Linked DNA regions of Mus musculus: regions 2 and 3 are each linked to region 1. A link is a contact called in public HiChIP or PLAC-seq data. All regions are on one chromosome and are shown on one strand. Each heading gives the region's core, a stretch centred on a gene start, on an enhancer-like site or on the middle of the called end of the contact. The rest is flanking DNA. Distances are from core to core; before and after follow the strand shown. Region 1 overlaps Robo2 (roundabout guidance receptor 2). Region 2 has its middle 27 kb from the start of Gm25699. Region 3 has its middle 200 kb from the start of Gm22163.

Region 1 (4,869 bases), core at 1,619-4,118:
TGTTTTCCTGCTTGTTAATTTGGATGTATTTGGATGATTTCATCTATGTGCACTTTTTCTCCAAAATGCAGAGTTAAATAGTATGACAGTGAAGTAGGTTTGACTGTGTTAAAGATAGATATACCATTCCGGCTTCATGGAGAAATTCCAATGTGGATCTATTGTATTACTTTCATTTTACTGATGAGTGGAAGTGCCTGGAGACTGGCCTTAAAAGCCACAGAGAGTTGATGAGGGATAGCAGTCAGTTTTACATTATTTCTGTCCTCTCAGTTACCAGCAGGTTTATAAAACAATAAGAAACCAGTTTGTATACCATACCTTTAGGATATCTGAAAATTTTCCAAAGATAGGCTAGTTTACAATTGCCATAGGGCAGTCTCTTCCTGGAACTATTCATTTAAAATAAGGGGACCAGAAGGGAAATAGAATAAAAAGGGACTCTAAGTTAGGTAGCTCTGCTGAGGTATTATTTTCCACACATCTGCCATTTGCAGTTCTCTGTGGAACAAGCTATCAAGTTTTGCACATTCTCTTAAACTGTAGAGCCCCAAAGGGGTCATGTTCATCTACTCGGATCTCATTAATGTGGAAGGCACTAAAAGGATTATGTTCTGGATTCGACTCAACTAGTTCATCTAATTACAATTCTCATGCCTATATAGAGGGAGCCCACAATATTTCATGACCTTTTCTTCAATAATAAAATCTTACACTAGGCAACACCTACAGTCTGAGCTAGCCATAAGTGCCATCAAAGTTCATTCACCTAAGAATAACTCATTGCTTCTAGGGATCCTGATAATACCATCCTCAAGAGTTGCTAGTGAAATATTTCAAATATCGTTACATTGTTGCTCCTTTGTGCACATTAGTTAATATTATTCATCGGAAGTGGCAAAGATGTGGAGAAACTGTAAGTGTGACCATCTCTGTTTTCAGCTGACACATCACTTCCTAAAGGGCCTCTCTCAAGAGTAACTCGAATGTCTAATCTGACAAAATCTCACTCAGGTTCTGTCCATAGAATAGAGATGGAAAAGAGAATTTCCATTGCATTCAAACCATGTTATCTGATGCAACACTCCAGAAATTGACCAATACCACCCTGTGGCTTGTACATGGGGACCCAGCAGCTGACTACTTGCATTCTCTCTGTGACTTTTGTATCCATTTCCCCCGGGACCCATTCAGTGTTTTTGCTTTTCAAGCTTCTCCCTCTACTTGGATGTCTAGATTTCTGATTGCCTCCCTGAAGAATTAGTTTACATTTATGTACTAAATAAGGCACTGGTTATTACTGCAAGAAGAGTTATTTCTTTCCTGTCAACATTTTAGTAAGTCATTAGGCATGGTTTCTGGGAGGAGCGCGGGAGGTAGCAATGGTTTTCTAATGTGCAGGAATAGAGTTTCTCCGTCGCTCTGTCCTTATATCACTAATAAAGATGTTAAGTCAGACCTCGCTCAAAGCTGATCTCTAGACATCACTCATCAAATCGTTACGTTTTTTTCCTCTCTGATTGCCCTTGGGTATTACCACCTCTTAACAAGATATTTCACCTCTACGGAGTGAAAAACAGGCTCTAAGAAGCGGCATGAGGGTGTTTTAAATGTTGCTTGTTCTCACGGTTAGATGAAAGCACGGATTGCTGGATGGGGAAATGGCCAGCATGATTGGAAAAGCAGGCCACTTCAAAAATAAAAATGAGGGGTAAGGAAAACATATTCAAGGAACACAGAAGCTTCGTTTCGTGGCTTTAACAGATGACAGTATCAAGCTGAAACGCAGCAGGGGAATCACCAAATCGCATGACCTGAGTCTTGCTCGCAGGCTTCCCAAAGCAGAGCAGCTTCGTAGTCAGTCGATTACCAAGAGTTTTAATCCTCAAGCATGTTTTATCTGAACTATGCTATATATGCTATGTAATTTAAAAAAAGTCGAAAAGGGCGTGATGAGACTTCTAAAGGTCTTCTGCAATTATTTATGCAAAACTCTCCCATATTTAAAATATTCACGTATACTCTGCATACATACATCTAAGTAACAACTAGGAAAACCTCAAGTACTTTAAATCTAAGTGCCCTGGGATAACTAACACCTGCCACCCAGAACACCCTCTCATTACATGTTTCTCTAAACTCTCCAGAGCACTGTAATTAGTTTCTTTATCAAACAAACTGAATTGCTATTTGGATATTGTGAAGCAGATCTGCCTAAACACCACAGCGAAGAAGAGACTTTTACTCCAGTGTCATGACAAACATTGCCAAGATGTGAGATAGGCTGACTAATTTTTTTATAGTACATCTGGGGATATTTTGACTGTTTTATTTCATTTGACAGTCGTCACAATTAACAGTTCATAAAACACTAAGCTTTGAAAAAGACTACCGCAGGTATTGGACATTTAGCCACTTAGTAGTCAAAAGTGTGGACACATGTATAAAATCTGATTTGCAAAATGGTCAAAGTAGTACGAAGACCTTTCTTTCCTGCCTTTCCCCCCATTAAAAGCAGAAGGTATTAATCACTCCATCTCAATGGTGGCTGACTGAAGCTATTCACTGAGAAGGGCATTCTTGCTCATGTGGCCCATGAATAACTCTCAAGGCTTTTATTATGGCTCTGAGTGGACTCTTAACAGCACAGCCACCCTTTAGTGGTTCTCCTCCCCTCAGGCACCAGAAGGATTAAGGATAATGGCTGAAAGAAAGCATCATTGCTAAAAACAAAAGTTTTCACAGGAAAAAAGAAAAAAAGGAGAGAGAAAGTGGGACCAAAGTGGACACTTTGGAGTCAAGTCATGATTCATGGCCTCTGTTGTGTTCTGCCTTTTTCGCTCACTCAATGCACTCTTTAGTTTTACTGATGGATATGAAGCAAGCAACCCAGTGCACTTCTCCTAGCAACCGATATCAGCCAGGGAAGAAGGCATGTCCTCTGCTCTAAGGGAAAAACAGAAGAATTTGGCTTCGTACAAAGCAGACACATGTTCTTTTGCATCTGATCCCAAATTGATTATCAAGAAGGATTCAGCAAATGCTAAATAATTTTGTTTTATGTGAATGTGAACAATCCCTCGAACTAAATATCAGCTGGTCTACTTGCTATGTAGCTGGCTTTCAAATGCTAGGCCAGTCAATTGATTCAAAGGCTTAGTTTTGATTTCTCAGTGCACCCTCTTAGTGACCTCTTATAGCTCAAAACCTCCATCCTCCAAGGAATATATGTGTTCAGTTCTTGGATCATTGCAAGTGCAAAAAATATGTATACATTCCTGGAGCAATCCCTGACTATAAACCTTAGCATTGAATCCGCCAGAAATGAGCCTATAAAAGCATTTGTCTGGCTCTCTTATTTGTGTGCTATGTTCAGTTCCTGGTTAAAATGATTTAAAAATAACATCTTGAGAAAAGTTGGGCTACCTTGGAATTTAATTTCAACATAAGAAGACACATTACAGAAGCCAACAAAAGCCTAGAAAATTCCAAAATTTCTAACAAACCATTGACATGGATGTGAGAATCTCACAAAATACAAGAAGACTTCTGAGCTTGGAATTTTTTCTTCTGAAACTATGAGTGTCCTGTAAAAATTTAAAAGCAGGGGTAGGCCTTGCTTTTATTCCCACTTTATACCCATGAATCTAGACAGTCCAATGAAAAAATCTGTATTTGCTGCCAAATAAGTACCCATATGTTATAAATATATTATTTCAGATATTACTGTCATACATTAAAATTTGACACCACTCAAGTTTTCAAATCACCACAATGAGAGTGAAGCATGAGAGTATATCTTATTTTAAAGTTGCAATGTCACCAAACACAATGACCATGCTTTGGGGAGAAGAGACCAAAGGACTGCTTCAATGTTTGGAAGTGTAGGGGCCATGCACAACCTGAATGTTTTTGTATTGCTGGTTTTCAACCCAAAATTAAGATTGTAAAGAGAAAAAATATGCAGACCACACACAGAGCCACATCCCTTTACTCTTAGGACTTGGCAGGCAGGTGGATTTCGGTGAGTTTGAGGCCACCCTGAACTATATAGGTAGCTCCATGACATCTTCAATAGTGAGAGCCTATCTCTAAAAATTAACGATAAAAACAAAGTTTCGGTGGCAAAGGTCATTTTGTCACTGCCAAAGGAAATGTTCTTTTTTTTTTTTCCAAATTTTATGTTTTTGTGGTGGGGTGGGGACAAAATTAATTAGTATTGTATCACCAGCACAGCCTGCCTACTTTTGATCCTTCCTTCCTCTCCTTGCTTTGATAGACAAAAGTTTCTAAGCCAAGTTGTCCTGAATTTCCAGTGTAGTAGATAGCGAATAACCTTGAAAGTCTGACAGGCTTCTGTCTACCTCCAGCAGCATGGGCCACTACACCAAGTTCATACTGGAAATCAAACCCAGAACTCTGTGCATGCTATGTATGATACTTACTGATATCCCCAGTGATGGTATTGCTTTGTATGGGTTTACAGTCTACACAGACATGCATGTATGCCCAGCACTCTGGAGGCTGAAGCAAGAGGATCACCTTGAATTAATTGAAGGCATGTCTGGGGCACATATTTAGGTCTAGGCTGATTGAACAAAACCATGAAGCCCTGCTTTAAAGGAAAAGTAGCAATGCAATTGATTTTTTTTTCTCTTTTGTATTCAGCTTCTCCCACAACCCATAATAAGAGTGAGAAAGATAAAACAGCATTTGGTTAATAAATGTATGTGTTGCTGAAATGTATATGAATGTTTAGACACAGAGGCTGTTGTGTGCAACTGAGGAAAATGAAATGCTCTGTATAATTGAGTGGATCAACAATGCACATGGCTTTCAGTAACTACAACACTGTTATTTGGCAACACA
Region 2 (4,869 bases), core at 1,391-3,890, 950 kb before region 1:
CCCTTCCTGAAAAAAGTGAGCAAAACTCTAGGGCTATGTCAGGAATTGAGGAATTGAATCCCGCCAAAGCACTTTGGATTAAACATGTCATTTGTAACATCATCAGCATTTAATGGAATGTGTGGAGCGCATTAGGCACCCAGGAGTTACTGATAGATCTAAATCTGACCCTAAATAGAAAGAATACAGGTCTCCTTCCACTTCACTCAATTCACCCCAGCATTGAAGGCATCTGGGGAACGCATTTCAGGAAGGAATCTTAGCTCCTGGAAACTCCTGAGTTACTAGGCAGTAACTGTGTTCAGAAGTCTGTGTGCAATCAACCACTACGTGCTGGAAAGAATAACCCTAAAGGGTACTGGGGAAGATGTGCATAAAATTAAAAGCTAATGTGCAGGGTCATATGAATTTGACATTCTCTGAAGATGGGAAGGGTCACATGTTTAAGAAAAAGAGGCTCAGGGGGTAGGGGTGCGGGGCGGGTGCAAAATGAGAGAAGCTTTGTACTGTGTGAGAGCCCTGTGCTCTCTTACAGGCTGGCTCGTTCTAACTTTGCAACTGTGGGCAAGTCTTATTTCTTCACTGAATTTCACTCTTCACATATGAAGTGGGAATAGAACAGAGTTGCTTTGAAGATCAAATGACTTGGGAGTATTGAACATGCTTTGAAAAACTTTGAAAAGAACGACTTACTATAAACTGTTCCCACATTTTGGCAGTAAAGCTTACATGTCTTTGAGGTAATTAGTAAAGTAGAGATGAAACCTCCTGTGGAATTCGGCTCTTTAAACAAAATCTCTCTGTGACTTGCTGGGTTAACAAAGAAAGTTCAAACTGTTAGGCACATCTACCCACAGGAAGGCATGTAGAGGGCAGAGTCTTCACTGTGCCAACAATAGGTTTATAATAATGGCCTGAGTGAGTAGTCTGCATTTGGAACTTAGGAGAATCGTTGCTTGGCCGTCTCATAAGCAAATGATTTTTATTTTCTTCAAATGCCATATTCTTACTACCTAAGTTACACTTGAAATACCAAAACATCAAGATTATGGCTAGCAAAGGAAAGAAAACTAATATTTCTCCGGATTAGATCCACTGAATATGTTCAGAGTCTTGAGTCAGCAGAATGATGGAAGGCAGGCTGAAGCCCAGGAGAGAAATCACAGCATGGGCAATGATAAGCAAGCATGCAAATGGGTCTCCTAGGAAGAAAATGGAAAGAGATTCTTTCTGCCACTGAGAAAGGCGGCATCTACCTGCTTACCCAGGGCATCAATATATCCATTGCAAATTTGAGGTGTGCACTCTGTGTTCTATTAAGAGCAAGCTAGAAGACGCTTTCCACCTTAACCCATGTAATATTCTTTGCCACGTGCTACGACTTGACAAATGTAGCCTGTTCCAAAGTCAGTTACCAGGACCAGTCCTCTGAAAACTTTACATAAAAGTAGAGTGATTCTATTCTCTCTCTTATTTTTTCATTTATTTCCACATGCATGCGTCGAATATCAGTATCTTCTCATCTTACATGTTGAAATGAATGGCTAATCTTAAATCTTACCCCACAGAGAACTGGATGTGGATCTGGACTGTATTAAGAATTGGACTAAGTGTTTGGCTGTGTTACTGTCTCCTTCATGCAAATGACAACCTAGAAAATTTGCTTTAAAACGGTAACATTGAAACATATGGCATAAAGTTATGATGTGGGTATGTCCAAAGGTTAGTCGATCCATTCTAGAAACCTTTGCAGCAGTCAAGGGGTCAGATGTCTTATTTTTAGGTAAGAGTAGTGTAGTTCCCAAATTTGGAATGATTTTGTAACCATTTAATCAACCTAATGGGATGATTCTGCCATTCATAGTTTCAATTTAAATCTCATGCATCTCTAGGTTCCCTATCATAATGCAAATCATAACTTAAAGCTTTTCTTCCAGCTATTTAGTAGTAAGCATGCTTTCAAAACAAATTACTGAGAACTTCATATCTTTATATAAATGGATTTTAGTCCCTTTAATGCCCTTCTTTCTCTCCTTAGCGCTCTCTCTCTCTCTCTCTGTCTCTCTCTCTCTCTCTCTCTCTCTCTCTCTCTCTCTCTCTCTCTCTCCTGCTCTATCCCTTCTCTCATCGCATCTTGATGGGCAAATAATGCATGGTAGAAATACTAGATCCCTCATTATACCCACTCGTTACCGGAGCTGAATTTTGGTCAGGTTTCCTTTGATGCAGGCCATTTCCAGTTCTGCAGTGAGTCTAGCATCTCACTCAGAAATGCCAGTACCGCCCCATATTTCATCGTACCATTTTAAAATAAGCTTTCCTGCCACAATCCTTTTTATTAATTGCCCTCTGCTTGGAATTGTATTTAAAGTAAGTGCAGCAGCAATTTCCGGAGCCATAACCAGAAGTTGCCACAGCGGGTTTCCTCATTTGGTACCCTTTCATCACGTATGGTAGATGGATAGCTAATGCAGCCAATTAAAATGGAGAAATTGTTCTTGCCTTTGGTAACTGGATCTTACTTTTCTTGTAGGCAGAATACTTGCCTTAATTACAGTCTGATTTTACTTAGGACATAGCGGCAAGTGCAATTTCAAAGGCAAACCACAGACCAGGCGACAGGCTTAAACTTCCTGTGAGAACCAAGGCCTTTTACTGGTGGTGCGAGACTGACTCCGTGTAAAGTAAATTTCTGCAGCTGCCTACTCTTGGGTACCTAACAGTTGGTTCTGGCTTTGCTAGAATTTGTCCTTACAAAATAAATGAACATAGTGATCAAATGTCGGCCTTCTCATAAATCTCTCTTTTCATTCTCAACATAGCAAATCAGAAACGTTCTTTTGGAAAGTCAATTTCCAAGGTGATGGGCGTTGTTAAAACATAGGATGAAGGAAGTATTATTTAAAAAAACCAAAAACCAAAAAAACTCAAAAAACTGTGATTAAATCTTTGTTTATTTAGTGTTGCCATCATTTTGTTCAAAGGAAAGTTTCAGGATCAGCTTGCCTTACTAGGTATGCAATGCTTCCCAACAAGGCATAATGAGAAGGCATCCTAACTCAAAGTCATTCATTTCCCATGGAAAGCACAATCATATATTAAAATGTTTTTAGAAGTTGTAACTTAACCTTTCTAATTCCAACTGGTCTTTTTTAATAACCTAAAAATGAATTAGAATTAGAGTGGGTGACAAGGTTCCTTTCTCATACACAGATATAACGTCGGAAGCATCACCCTGCATGCCAGCTGCTCCTCTAATGGGTGCAATTTAGGTTAATAACCTCCTTGTTTTAAAATAAAAATAATTATGGGGGTATTTGAGCCTATCAGCCAGTCATTCTTTAATGTGAATGAATTTGAATTATTTTCTTCTTACATGGTATCAATTGTAGAAACAAGGGGACTGATAAGCACTTTTGTTTTAGAGAGACTAATGTTGGATCTTCAGGGAAAATAATGGCCAAAGTTGGAAAAAATAAAAAAATAAAAAAGCTTCAAAAAGCATTGCCTCCAGACCTGGGAGGAAGGCTGGGGAGAGGGCACTCAATAGAGACCACCCATTTTATAATTTGCTTAAGGATCTCATAGGACACTGATTTTCCCCCCGATATTCATCTTGTATGCCAAGTTTTTAAACACATGTGTGCTTTGTAAAGAACCCATGCAATAGCGTCCATGCAACAGCATCAAAACAAAGATTTTTTTTTTCTTTATTATGAAAGAATTTGATGGAAGTGAGTTTTGTGAAAAGGACTGGGGAAGAGACACCATGGTAATGGGGGCAGGAGGGTGTGGAAGGGTTTGTTAATTCTAGTATGGTGGCACTGTGTGGGCTCAGAAGGACACATAGATATAGTGCTCTGACATAGTATATTCTGTGAACAATAGAAGACTGCAAGAGCCTGAGAAACAAGATATTCTTTGAAATGCTCCCTTCCCACTTCCTCAATTCTTTTTCCTAGCTATTCTTGGGAGCTACAATTCTTCTCTAACACACATATTAGAAACTAGAATACTTCACCAGCATTTCGAGACACAAAAAGGTGAAAATGTGTTCCGATCTGTTTCTCCTGAAAGGAGATGAGGAAACCCTATTTTAGAAGTGCTCTGCTTCTAGGCATTAAGGCATGACCCTATGAGGGATGGGAGGCAGTATTATGGCTACCGATTTAACATATTTTCTAATTCAATTAAAACATATTCAAATATTTTCACTTGCATTCTGAGATGAACTTAATACGTGTGGTTTATTATCTTTCTGAAAAATTCTATAATCAGTTTTGAGTACTCTCATGAGATTCACCTAGGTTTAAGGGAACAAATGTCCTCTGTATTATAACTATGTTGATGGATTATGCATATATACACTATATGGACAGACACATCCCCAATAGACCCATAGCCCATCTGTAGTCCCTACCTACTACACACATTAAATCAAAGGACATAAAGTAGTATGATCTATATTCAAAAAAATCTGACTGTCAATCTCACATCTTCTAAGTGTTTGTTATATAATGAATCTTAAATCCCACTGTTACCTGCAGAGACAGAAGCATTGTGGGAAAGTAAGCAGGGATGTGGCCCAACAGAACATTCATCACCAGCACTTGAAATTTTGTGATAACATTCCCTGTCCCATTGCGTGAGTTTATTTACTTAGGCATTTGGAGACACAGGGACTCCCTCACTTCTGTATTTTTGATAGTTGATCCTGGTAATTTATCGCCCTGATTGATCACAACCTTCTTAGCCTTCTTAGGAAAAGACAACATTCCGTTAAAAACAAAACCAAAACAAAAAGAACTGTAACAAAGGAGAAAACAACAAACACCCTCATTAGCTTTATTTTCTAGCAACTTTTCCTTT
Region 3 (4,869 bases), core at 901-3,400, 540 kb before region 1:
TGATCTGGGCTAACACTGACTAGCCCTAGATCAATGTAAATACACATGGGGTTTTCTTTTCATGTATAGTGTATAGTTACTTTAGAGCTGCAGTGTGTTATACTGCAGTAAGATGAACAGTATTGTTTTGGTGAGACTTTTCACCATCACATGTAGGTCATAATTTTCCTTTCAAAGCTGAAATACATTCAAGCAGAACTTTAAGAATTAGTTGTGTCATGTCGGTAGATGGCGTTCTTAAATACAAAAAGGGTACTTTATTATTTTTCCCTATTTTTACTGATTAAGAAACTAAGGTGTAAAGGCTAAATTGATAAATAAGGAACACATCAGAGAAAGCTAGGAATTAAGATTAAAAAACAAAACAAAACAAAAAAACCAAGATAGTTTGCTTATGGACCTCACACTTAACACCATTTGGATAGATTCTACAATTAAAATAAACTCTAAATCATAAGCCAGTGATGGAGTGTTCAACTGGAAGCACCTCTATGTATCTATTGATGCTTCTGCCTGACAGAGATGAAGGCTCACTTCTTGAAGTTCTGACCCTATAAATAGGAAGACCCAGAATCTGTTAGTCCCTAGAGAGTGACTCCACTCCCTAGGGACAAAAGCATGCTTGGTAGCCCTGCCAGCAGTGGAATTTCTGGGACCATTCCACAAAGATTAATTTACCAACTCTCCACACCTTTGAATTCGACTCAACAAAATATCTCTCATTTAAATACTATTTTTGAAGCCCTCCTGTAGGGTGTGGAGGCAGAATGCTCTACATAGTAAGTGGGACTTAAGTAGATCAATGAATGAGGAAGTTTTAGATGCAACATAAGAGTTTAAGTTTGGAAATGTGGCTCAATTGGTTGAGTGCTTAGCATGCTAAAGGAAGCCTGGGATTTGTTTCCTGGCCTAAGTTGCCATTTCAACACTCAGGAAATGAGTGTAATAGGTTGTTCCCACACTTTTTAGCCCACAGAGAGGCATGGTGGGCCCGCTTGAGGACTATGAGCCCCTGCCTTGTAAAAAAAAAAATTGTTGGTGTTTTTGTTTTTATGTTTTTTGGGAGTTTTACATTTTTATGTTTGAGAGGGGTTTTACCCCAATAATTTTCATCTGTTTTGAGTTTTGGCCTTACTGTGGATTTCTGGCTGTCTTGTAAGTTGCTTGTGACATCGGGCTCATCTTGAACACACAGAAACCTCTTTGTATGTCTCCCAGGTACCGAGATTAAAGGCACATGCCTGTAAGCCTGAGGACTTTCATTTTATAAATGACACACACCTAGTCAAAATCAAAATTAACTGCTTTGTTCTCTTATTTCTTTAGGAAAGCTGGCAACAGCCTTTAATGGATGGGGCAGACATGTTTCTCTTAGCTGAAGGCTGAAAGCAAGAGGGGCAGATCATCTCCTCAGGGAATGTTCTGCCACCAACACTTGATCATACACAGCAGCAAATCAGAATTTTGCCTAAGGATTACAAACTTCCAAGCACCACTGTCTGCCATCAAAACAACAGTACTGAGCTTCAATATTGATAATATTAGGATCATGAGGGATATCATAATATACTTTTTTAATGAATATTATGATTAGAGATCTCAGCTCTCCATATTCAGCAAGAAAGAAGATTCTATTTTTTTTTTTTTTTCGTGTCACCTTGTTTTGGGTCGGTTTTAAGATACTGGTTTGCAGGGAGAACCGGTATTCAAGTTTGATTGACAAAAAAACAAAGTGTTTGTGTCTGTCTACATACAAGCCGAGGCCTACGTTTTCTCATTTCAAGCCTGAGTAATTTAGATAATCTTGAAGGCTCTTGGGCTACAAGGCCGCAGATTCTAGTCCGTGTCAGTTGCCTCTGTACAGTAGACAATCAAGCCAGGCACACTGTAATTTTTCTTTTATGTTTCAGAGGGTTTTTTATTTATTTATTTATTTTACTTTTTTTTTTTTAAGATTGTATTCTTCTCTTATCCTTCAGCTGCCACAGCTGGTGGCTCGCTTCTAAGTGGTATATTAGGGTCCTCAAGCCACTTGATGTCTATCTTCTTTCCCTTGACTGACACAATGTGTTTCAAATGTAAATAGTCTAATACAGAAAGTACTGGAGTTCAAGGAGAAACTCCCAAACTGTTTCTGGAATGGCTCTGCTGGGTTGTATTTTGAGACTCTACAGCGTGTGACCTTGCAGCCTTCTCTAATGCAAAGCTGCCACACTGAGAAAGCTTTGCTAATGAGCACACTGATCCAAAATGCCCAGAAGACACACAGATATTCTCTCTCTCTCTCTCTCTCTCTCTCTCTCTCTCTCTCTCTCTCTCTCTCTCTCTCTCTCCTCAGCTTGAACACACCACACAGCCCTTTCTAAAGCAGACTGTTCACAGCTTGCTGCACAACCCTGCAATTCCTTAAAGTCAAATTAAATTAAACTCACTTCTGATTCTTTCTTCTGGTTATTAAGGAATAGTGGGATTCATTTTTAGCTCCTTACCCTAATGAGAGTTCTGTTAATGGAATTGTTAAACATCAATATTCCTGGCTGCATTTCACCTCTGTGCAATCAGGTACACTCTTACAATATTAGAGATTGCTGAGACATAGAGGCCTGACTCCTTCCCTTAAGACTAGATGTGGCCCTGAGAGCTAATGTTTGGCAGTCACATGGGGCTAATTCTGTACCAAGGCTATGGTTTACATTTTCAAACTCTGTGTTTATTTGGCACAAAGTCACTTGCCCACAGAGGTAGTGTCCTGGGAGAGAGAGTCAGCTGCCCTCAATGGATGATGTGCTAAGCCCAGGGTTAACTTCATTCTTCCCAATCACCTTTGCTTTCCTTGTTTATTGAGAGGCGTCTTCCCAAGTTCTGAGCTAAGAACAGAAGTTGGAGATGAGAAAAAAAAAATTGGCCTCAATAAATTAACAATTGCATGAACATGCATGGATCAATCACATAAGTTAATGTTGAGAGAAAAAGAATCAGTTCCTTAAGTTCTTCAGGGAAATGGTGCTTGTCTAAAGAAATGAAAGGCAGATACAAATATAGGAACACACACACATCATATACCCATAGAAGATACTTAGAAAATAAGCAATTATTAGAAGTTTACTTAGAATAGCAACTTCTGTATCTTCAACAAAGAACACCAAATGTTTTAGAGAAATGGCAAGACAAAAGAAAAGGTATTTGAATTGTTGGGAAAAACAAATCTGTGGGGAGATAAATAAAGATATTTTAGTAAAATTTGCCAATATAGATTTCTCAATTATTGTTCAGTATTGTTCATTATTTGTCATGTAGAGTTGCTTTTAGTGGCTATGTTTGCTCTCTCTTCAAGATATGTTTTGTCTTTGTAAACACATACCCTGCTACAACCTAGAGAACAGGTAGCTTTTTATTATCAATTGTTTTCTAATTACTTGTGATTTAACAGTCTCTTATATTTGGGGGAAGACATAGTCAATATTCTCATAAAAATAAGAACTAAGTTATTAGGATGAAAAGAGAGTGTTGATTTGTGGGCTCCTTTATCCTCCTTCTATATCCAGGTGAAGTGTGGCTCATTTCATCGATGAAGTATTCGTACAAAACCTACCAAAAGCCATGGATCGCCACACCTCTCATCCTTTGATCTCTTATCCATTACCTGTTTTATTTATCAAAGATGATTCTGTAATATAATGGATAAACAGATCGACAAACATGCTTCTTCTGCCTTGGTCATCCTTTCCCTCTTCCAGTCTTGTCCCTCTTGTTAGCCTGTTTCCAGTCTCTGTAATACATCTCCTTTCTCCAGAACTAGTGTACCCATTGCATGAATAACAAGGGTTATTCCTAATGAATAGTATTTATGTATGTATGTATGTATGTATGTATGTATTTAATTTATCTCATGTTGGATTATAATGGTTTTAAAGTAGGTTTTATGACAACTCAAGCCCACAAATGATAAATATGTGTAAATGTTGCCTTTCTAGCTCTTTCTGAGCTCTGGCTAGCTGGTTCAACTCAGCAGTTCTGGCTCAAAACTCCTCTCAAAGATGACTGATTCAAACTGACTTCTCTCTACTCCTCTCACAGAATATGCTTAGCTTCAAACTAACATCTGTTTCTAATTTGTCCTAATCTTCTGTCTCCTCTTTCTCTGGCTCATTCTATCTTCACCTGTGTCTGGCTTGCTCTCTCTACAATCTGTCTCTGTAAAACCGTCTTGGTAAAACCTGTCTCAGAATTGAACACAACCAAACTCAACTGTTTTTTCTCCAAACTGCACTGGACAAAAACTCATCTGAATTCCATTGCAGAGCCTGAATTCAACTGAACTGGACTCAACAGAACTTCATTCAGCTCAAATGAACTCAGCCCTACCTCTTTTCCTGCATTGCTCTTAGTATGTGTGTGTGTCCTAATAAAACTTTATTTACAAAGGAAATCATATGCCTGGAGGGTTAGCTTGTCAACCCTGCAATTAAATAATACATTTTTAAAAATTAGATATTTTCTTCATTCATACATTTCAAATGCTATCCCCTTCCCTAGTTTCCTCTCCCAAAGTCCCCTATATCCTCCCCCACCCTGCTCCACAACCCACCTACACCAAGTAGCCTCCTTCCTGTCAGTTCTCATGAGATTTGGGAGTAGTCTATCTCTGACTCATTCTGCCAAATCTTTCTGATTCATCATTTTGTCTTCCCCTCAATTAGACATTGTTTGAGATTAAAGCTGTGTGCTAAAGGTGTGCATTCTAGCCAGAAGAATTAAAGGTATGTGTTAAGGGCATGTCTGCCTTCCAGCGGGATCACACAGGCCTAGGTCTTTGGATATGATCCCTTGCCAGAGTAACCATGTTGCTGGATGAAAATTCCTCTTTGA

The links. HiChIP or PLAC-seq counts read pairs in DNA pulled down with a chosen protein or histone mark.
Region 2: a contact with region 1 is called in an H3K4me3 HiChIP or PLAC-seq map of embryonic basal ganglia, with 7 times the contacts expected there. The contact joins two enhancer-like sites. A contact is called at or near these places in 2 of 115 datasets of contacts at active chromatin or transcription factors (embryonic basal ganglia and embryonic limb bud).
Region 3: an H3K4me3 HiChIP or PLAC-seq map of embryonic basal ganglia shows a contact between it and region 1, with 4 times the contacts expected there. The contact joins two enhancer-like sites. A contact is called at or near these places in 1 of 484 Hi-C or Micro-C datasets (cortical neurons) and 3 of 115 datasets of contacts at active chromatin or transcription factors (embryonic basal ganglia, embryonic hindbrain and embryonic limb bud).

What each region holds. Positions count from the first base shown.
Region 1 is chr16:74,394,748-74,399,616 of GRCm38.p6, forward strand. The region is part of intron 1 of Robo2 (roundabout guidance receptor 2); the gene reads right to left. Among named protein-coding and RNA genes, the nearest start is that of Robo2, 15 kb to the right of the region's middle. Within about 2 kb of position 2,869, at least 29 of the 459 cell types and tissues checked have an H3K27ac peak or open chromatin away from gene starts, as enhancers often do. A contact at or near this core is called in embryonic basal ganglia, where this site is marked.
Region 2 is chr16:73,447,576-73,452,444 of GRCm38.p6, forward strand. No RefSeq gene overlaps it. Among named protein-coding and RNA genes, the nearest start is that of Gm25699, 27 kb to the left of the region's middle. Within about 2 kb of position 2,641, at least 4 of the 459 cell types and tissues checked have an H3K27ac peak or open chromatin away from gene starts, as enhancers often do. A contact at or near this core is called in embryonic basal ganglia, where this site is marked.
Region 3 is chr16:73,856,806-73,861,674 of GRCm38.p6, forward strand. No RefSeq gene overlaps it. Among named protein-coding and RNA genes, the nearest start is that of Gm22163, 200 kb to the right of the region's middle. Within about 2 kb of position 2,151, at least 5 of the 459 cell types and tissues checked have an H3K27ac peak or open chromatin away from gene starts, as enhancers often do. A contact at or near this core is called in embryonic basal ganglia, where this site is marked.